Regions from separate parts of the Mus musculus genome. Here region 1 is linked to region 2. The links are chromatin contacts, called in public HiChIP or PLAC-seq maps. All regions are on one chromosome and are shown on one strand. The core of a region is the stretch at or near the end of the contact, and the rest is flanking DNA. Distances in the headings are between cores, read along the strand shown. Region 1 overlaps Baz1b (bromodomain adjacent to zinc finger domain, 1B). Region 2 overlaps Stx1a (syntaxin 1A (brain)).

Region 1 (2,911 bases), core at 325-2,824, 180 kb before region 2:
GAGGCAGGAAGATCTCTGTGCACTCTAGGCCAGCAACTTCTAGACTATATTTAAGACCTAGACTCAAAATAAATAACCAATCAACTTCAAATCAATCTAAAAATCCACTAGAGGTCAGAGAAATGGCCCAGCAGGTAAAGGTGCCTGCCCCCAGACCTGAAGACCTGAGTTCAATCCCCAGGACCAACACAGGGGAGAGAACCAATCCTACAAGGTGTCCTTTGACGTCTACATGCATTCACACATACGTATACACAAACATATCAATATCATATAGAAAAAAAAATCCTCAAATAGGCAGTGGTCATATATATATATACCTTTAATCCCTGAACTCAGGAAACAGAGAAAGGCAGATTTCTGAGTTTGAGGCCAACCTGGTCTACATAGTGAGTTCCAGGACAACCAGGGCTACACGGAGAAACTGTTTCAAAACACCCAAAAGAAAAAAAGGGGGTGGGGCAACAAAACAAAACAAATCTCCACTAGGATGCTCTAGATAAGCTTTTGAGAAGTCCTACATTCTATTGGAATCACTTCTAAATCTGAAGAGCCTGACTCTACAGTCAACTCTTCTCTAGTTCAACTGCATCAGATAGCACTAATATTATCTGTAAAGTATACCAAATCCAGAATGTGCTGCAAGGTAATATAATCTACACTTAAAATAACTTACCATAAAGAAGCCTTAAAGTTTTCAGATGTATAAAAGAAATGAGTGGTTTTATTATTAATAATGCTACATTAAGTTTGTTATTAGGAGTATCTTCAAAATCAAGCACTACTTTAAAACAAAAATAAAAAATACATTCCTAGAGAAATACAATTCTTGAGAAGCAGTCTTCATCAGGTTATTATAACCCAATGGTTCCAGAGGACCAGGGTTTAAATCCCAGAACCTATATGGCAGTTAAATCTGTAACTCTAGTTCCATAGAATCTGATGCCTCTACTGACTTTCGTTGGCACCAAATGCACACAGTGCAGACACACACACACACACACACACACACAAAATACCACATACTTTAAAAAAGACTTCAAAACCAGCCTAGGTTATATGAGATCCCAAGCAGGTGGTAGGCGGTCTCCCTGTTTTGTCCTTTTCAACAACTGGGCTCAAATATCACTCTGCTCCAGCCTTCCAAGGAACTATAACTATAGACGCATGCCACTGTGCCTCAGGCTCAGTCAATCCTTGCACCCACCCTACAGGTCTCACTACAGAGCCCAGGGTGGTCTCAAATTCACCACCTCCTGCCCACCCCAGGCTCCTAGTGCTGAGATTACTTGAGCAGTCCCTGACTTAAGATGAGATATGTCTATTTTTCTCCTTATTAGATTTGCAGTGAAATGACATTCAGGACCTTATCTGTCCTTTTTGCAGTCAAATCTCCAGCACATCTAAATTTTCTTTGCACAATACAAGGTATTTCAGAATTAATTTAAAAAGCAGAGAAAGAGGACAAATAACAGTTTCCTTGGTCTCCTACCTCAGTTTTAGGCTTGATGCCTCTACAGACATTAACAAGGTACAAAATCTGAAAGCTATTTCTGTAAAATCTACTACCCACAAGTATTCACTCCTCCTCTTCCCTCATTAAGCTAGGATCAGGGCTACCATGCTCTCTTCTCTCTGCATGCTCCTCTTCTCTCAGAAGCTGGGTGGTAATAAAGAAACCACAGCCGGGAAAGGGGACACAGGAAAGTCAGTCCTCCATGTGAATCCTAAACCACAGACAGTCCCTACTTAAACTATCTCAAAGCAAGGGTGGAAGTGCACACCTACAATCCTGGTACTCAAGAGACTGAGGCTGGAGGATTGACAGTTCTAGGCCAGCCTGAACTATAGCACAGCACTGCTTCAAACACATAAAAATATTTCATCTTTACAAAGAGGAAGGTCAAAACACACTCAAAAGAAACAGTCCTTAAATCTTTTTCCTAATAGCACCCTGCAGTTCTGTTTCCTGAGCTAGGGTGTGGCCACAGCTCGTAGGCAGCCACACACTCACTAAGGAAAACAGTACTCCAGTGTTTTGTGCTGGGCTGCTACACAGCTCAGACTTGTTCAATGCATTCTGGACATGACCACTTCCCGCCTGGAGCAGACACCATACTCAAAGCAGTGGTTCTCAACCTGCCTAATGCTGCAACTTTAATATAGGTCCTCATGTTGTTGTGACCTCAACCTAGCCTGATTATCAACTCCTAAGAAAAGGTCTCCCCCACCCCCCACTCCTCCACCCATGGTTAGGGATCACTGCTTTATGTCAACAACCTCTGCAGCAGATATACTTACTTCGAGGACAGTAGTCATCATCAGGTAAATTGCTGTGGTCTTTGCGGTGATGCTTAAACCGGTAGTCAATGCTATTATGGACCCAGCCCTTTTCAATGAATAATCCTGGGACTTCGTTTGAGAAGAGCCAGTATCTACAAAGCACAACAAGGATTAATTAGTAACACCCATGATAAGTGCAACAGTGGACAGAGAGACGGCTGGATCACTTTACTGCTAACAAGCAGGAGTAGCACTGGTCACAGCTGACAGTGCCTTCCTCACAATTTGACATAGAAGAGTTGTAAGGAAAGACAGGGTAACAAAGATGCCTTGACATCTGGAATTCATCTAATGTCTGTGTCACTTCTGTAATGTCTATTCTGTCTCATTAGGTTCCACACAAGGAATGAATTTAAAATACCTTACCTAAAAAACAAAAAAATTATTTTAAGTCTGTCATGTTTTGCCTTCATGTATACATGCATGACTGAGTTCAGAGAGGTTTTCAGAATCCTGGAACTAGAGTTACAAATGGTTTTAGTCCCCATGTGGGTGCTTAGACCCAATTCCAAGAACAGTAAATGCAAGAACAGTAAGTGGTCTTAAATCACTGAACCATCTCTTCTAA
Region 2 (3,299 bases), core at 323-2,822:
TTTTGCTTTTTGTTTTTGTTTTTTTTGGTTTTTTCGAGACAGGGTTTCTCTGTGTAGCCCTGGCTGTCCTGGAACTCACTTTGTAGACCAGGCTGGCCTGGAACTCAGAAATCCGCCTGCCTCTGCCTCCTGAGTGCTGGGATTAAAGGCGTGCTTCACCACCGCCTGGCAAAATAAATAAATCTTTTTTTTTTCAAAGATTTATTTATTATTATAAGTACACTGTAGCTGTCTTCAGACACACCAGAAGAGGGAGTCAGATCTTGTTACGGATGGTTGTGAGCCACCATGTGGTTGCTGGGATTTGAACTCTGGACCTTCAGAAGAGCAGTCGGGTGCTCTTACCCACTGAGCCATCTCACCAGCCCTAAATAAATCTTAAAAAGCAAAATAAGTAGCCGGGCGTGGTGGCTACTAACAAAACAAAAAACAAAACAAAAAAGATTTATTTATTTCTATTTTATGTGCATTGTGTTTTCCCTGTGTGTATTTCTGTGTGTCTATGTGTGTGTGTGTGTGTGTGTGTGTGTGTGTATATATATGTATATATATATATGTGTGTGTGTGTGTGTGTGTATATATGTGTGTGTGTGTGTGTGTGTGTGTGTGTATGAGTGTGTGCATATGGTGTGTGTGCATGTGTGTATATGCATGTGGTGTGTACGGGTGCAGGGTGCATGTGCTATGTGTGTGTGGTGTGAGTATAGACAACTTGCAGTTCTCTCTTCCACCATTTGAGTCCAACTCAGGTCTTTGGCCTGGCAGCAAGCTCCTTTATCTAATCTTAACCTGACACAACTCTTGAAATTTCACCCCTGTCACTGGCATTTATATGACCCTCAATCTGGTCCCCTCCCTTCATTTTCTTTCTTTTTTTTTTTTTTTTTTTTTTTCGAGACAGGGTTTCTCTGTGTAGCCCTGGCTGTCCTGGAACTCACTCTGTAGACCAGGCTGGCCTCGAACTCAGAGATCCACCTGCCTCTGCCTCCCAAGTGCTGGGATTAAAGGCATGCACCACCACTTCACCTGTGTGTATTTCACCTGTGTGAAGGCCTCCCTTCACTTTCGATTCAGGCTTTCTCTAAAATCAGCCTCGTTTCGCTGCAGTATCCAAACACAGCCCTGCTCCTGGGTTTGACCCACACACTGTGCTGTAGTGCGGAGGGATGTGGTTAATGAGTCCTGGTAAATGGGGAGGGGTTCACACTCACCCCAGAGGCAAAGATGGCAGGGTTCCCACTCTCCAGCATGTCTTCCAATTCCTCACTGGTCGTGGTCCGGCCGGCTGTGGGTGGGATCACACTAAGCTACGCCCTCTCCTGCGAGCTCAATAGGGTCTAGTTTCTGATCAAAGCACCACCCTCAACCACACCTCTAGCTATAAGCTCCGCCCCCATGCCGTTATTGATCCCCCCCCCCCCATTTCCAGCCACAGGCTTCATCAATGGCCTCACCCCCGCGCCCACCAGGCCATAAGCACACCACGAGGTCCTACCCAACCCCACTCTATCTAGCCCAAACCCCCATACCTAGACTCTTCATGGCACCACCCCTCCAACCCAAGTCACACCCCTAGCCACAGGCCACACCTACCACCATCTCCTGGCTCAAACCACAACCCCAGGCCCTCCCTTCCAGCCCGGACCCTGCCCCAGCTCACTGATCTCCAGCTGCCTCTGGATGCGCCCTTTGCAGCGTTCTCGGTAGTCTGACTGAGTGGCGTTGTACTCGGACATGACCTCCACAAACTTTCGGGACAGCGTGGAGTGCTGGCAGTCGGGGGCGGGGAGACAAGGGTACCGGTAGGTTAGGTAGTGGGCTCTACGGAAAACCCAGAGACTCAGGTGCCCGCCCACCCTCGCCATGGCTGCACCTGCGTCTTCCGGATCCTCAGGTCGGCTGATGAGCGGTTCAGACCTTCCTCCTGCTCGATGCTCTGCTCAATGCCTGGGGTGGGGAGGAGTGAGGAAAGGAGGCCGCTGAGCAGTTCCCTGCCTCCATGCATCGACCCCACCCATAAGTCAAGGATTCGGCTCCCCTCCCCAACCACAAGGGATGGGGGGTCACATGGAAGGCAAACTGTAATCAATAATGGACGCAGGACCAACAGCAGTCCTTCCAGCTGGGAGGTGTGTACAGCTGTGTACACTTCCGTGTGAGCACACACCCAACCCTGTGCACCCAAATGGGTGCTGTGCAGGGTCTGGCAGCTCAGGCCACTTTTGTGCAGGAAGGTGGGGAGGACCAGGTGTCTACCCCCGCTGTAGAACATGTCCCCTAAGCAGCCCTGGCCACTGGACATGCATGCATGTCTGTGAACAGAGACAAGCTATGGTCTATGCATGGATACTCTTCGGGTGGACATTTTTAATTTTAAAAAATATTTTTTAGTTTATTATTTCTATACAATTCTCATATAACCCAGGCTGTCCTCAAGCTATGTCGCCTCGGCTGTCCTGATCCTTATACCTCCATTTTGAACTGAATTCAGGACCTCACGTAGGCTAGGCAAGCGCTGTACCAATTGAGCCACATCCCCAGGTCCCCAGCCACCAGGGCGACTTACTCTTTAGCTTGGAGCGAACTTTGTTCGCTGTCTTCTTAATGTCCGACATGAGCTCCTCCAGTTCCTCCTTTGTCTCTATGAGGTGGGGGGTGGGGGGGTGGGAGGGGGATAGGAGAAGACATGGTGCCAGCTTCTAGCACTAGGAATGGGATGGAGGGCTCTGGGCAAATCCCAGCCTTGTGATCTCCCTCCTCCCCTAGGCGATGTCTTGGTCTACAGCTGCAATTCTAGGCCAAGGCCACCGGCAGCTACAGTCTCACCCTCTCTCCCACTGCCTTCCAAGAAGCCTCCCTCCTCCTCCGCTGCCTCTCCCTTCCCCTGTAGATAACAGATGGGGCTAAATTTAAGGCTGGTCGGCCCTCGCTGAGGACTGTTTACTTAACGGGTGCCGTGTGCCGGGGAGTGGGATGAGCTCGGTTCACCTGGCTTTACCGGATGGCTCAGGCGGGCAAGCAGAGACACCCACCAGGCTGAAGCACAGTGGTTCACCTTGCCTCCCAGTGAAAGCCACAGCTGACCTTGGACTCCTCTTCACAAAGCTGCCCTTCCTAGGTGGTTAGCTGCCCTGAGTGGCTGAGGCAGGGGGCACCCTGGTTTTGGGGGTGCGGGAGTAGTAACAGAACAGCAGTTTCAAAGAAATAATACCCCGGGGTGGGGGGAGGATTGTAGCCATGGAGGTGACAGGTCACTGGGGGTCAGGAGAGGTGAACAGAGGTAAGGGAAAACAGTGGCC

The links. HiChIP or PLAC-seq counts read pairs in DNA pulled down with a chosen protein or histone mark.
Region 1: an H3K27ac HiChIP or PLAC-seq map of embryonic stem cells shows a contact between it and region 2, with 5 read pairs. The contact joins two enhancer-like sites. A contact is called at or near these places in 4 of 39 promoter capture datasets (the C10 cell line, cranial neural crest, frontonasal cranial neural crest and 1 more), 1 of 484 Hi-C or Micro-C datasets (embryonic stem cells), 1 of 115 datasets of contacts at active chromatin or transcription factors (embryonic stem cells) and 3 of 9 other capture datasets (adipose tissue, liver and pancreatic islet).

The regions. Positions count from the first base shown.
Region 1 is chr5:135,222,609-135,225,519 of GRCm38.p6, reverse strand. Baz1b (bromodomain adjacent to zinc finger domain, 1B) reads right to left here. Exons shown (of 19, transcript NM_011714.2): 9 at 2,302-2,435. Among named protein-coding and RNA genes, the nearest start is that of Fzd9, 27 kb to the left of the region's middle. Within about 2 kb of position 1,574, at least 9 of the 459 cell types and tissues checked have an H3K27ac peak or open chromatin away from gene starts, as enhancers often do. A contact at or near this core is called in embryonic stem cells, where this site is marked.
Region 2 is chr5:135,040,579-135,043,877 of GRCm38.p6, reverse strand. Stx1a (syntaxin 1A (brain)) reads right to left here. Exons shown (of 10, transcript NM_016801.4): 4 at 2,567-2,641; 5 at 1,874-1,947; 6 at 1,661-1,769; 7 at 1,212-1,285. Among named protein-coding and RNA genes, the nearest start is that of Stx1a, 19 kb to the right of the region's middle. Within about 2 kb of position 1,572, at least 41 of the 459 cell types and tissues checked have an H3K27ac peak or open chromatin away from gene starts, as enhancers often do. A contact at or near this core is called in embryonic stem cells, where this site is marked.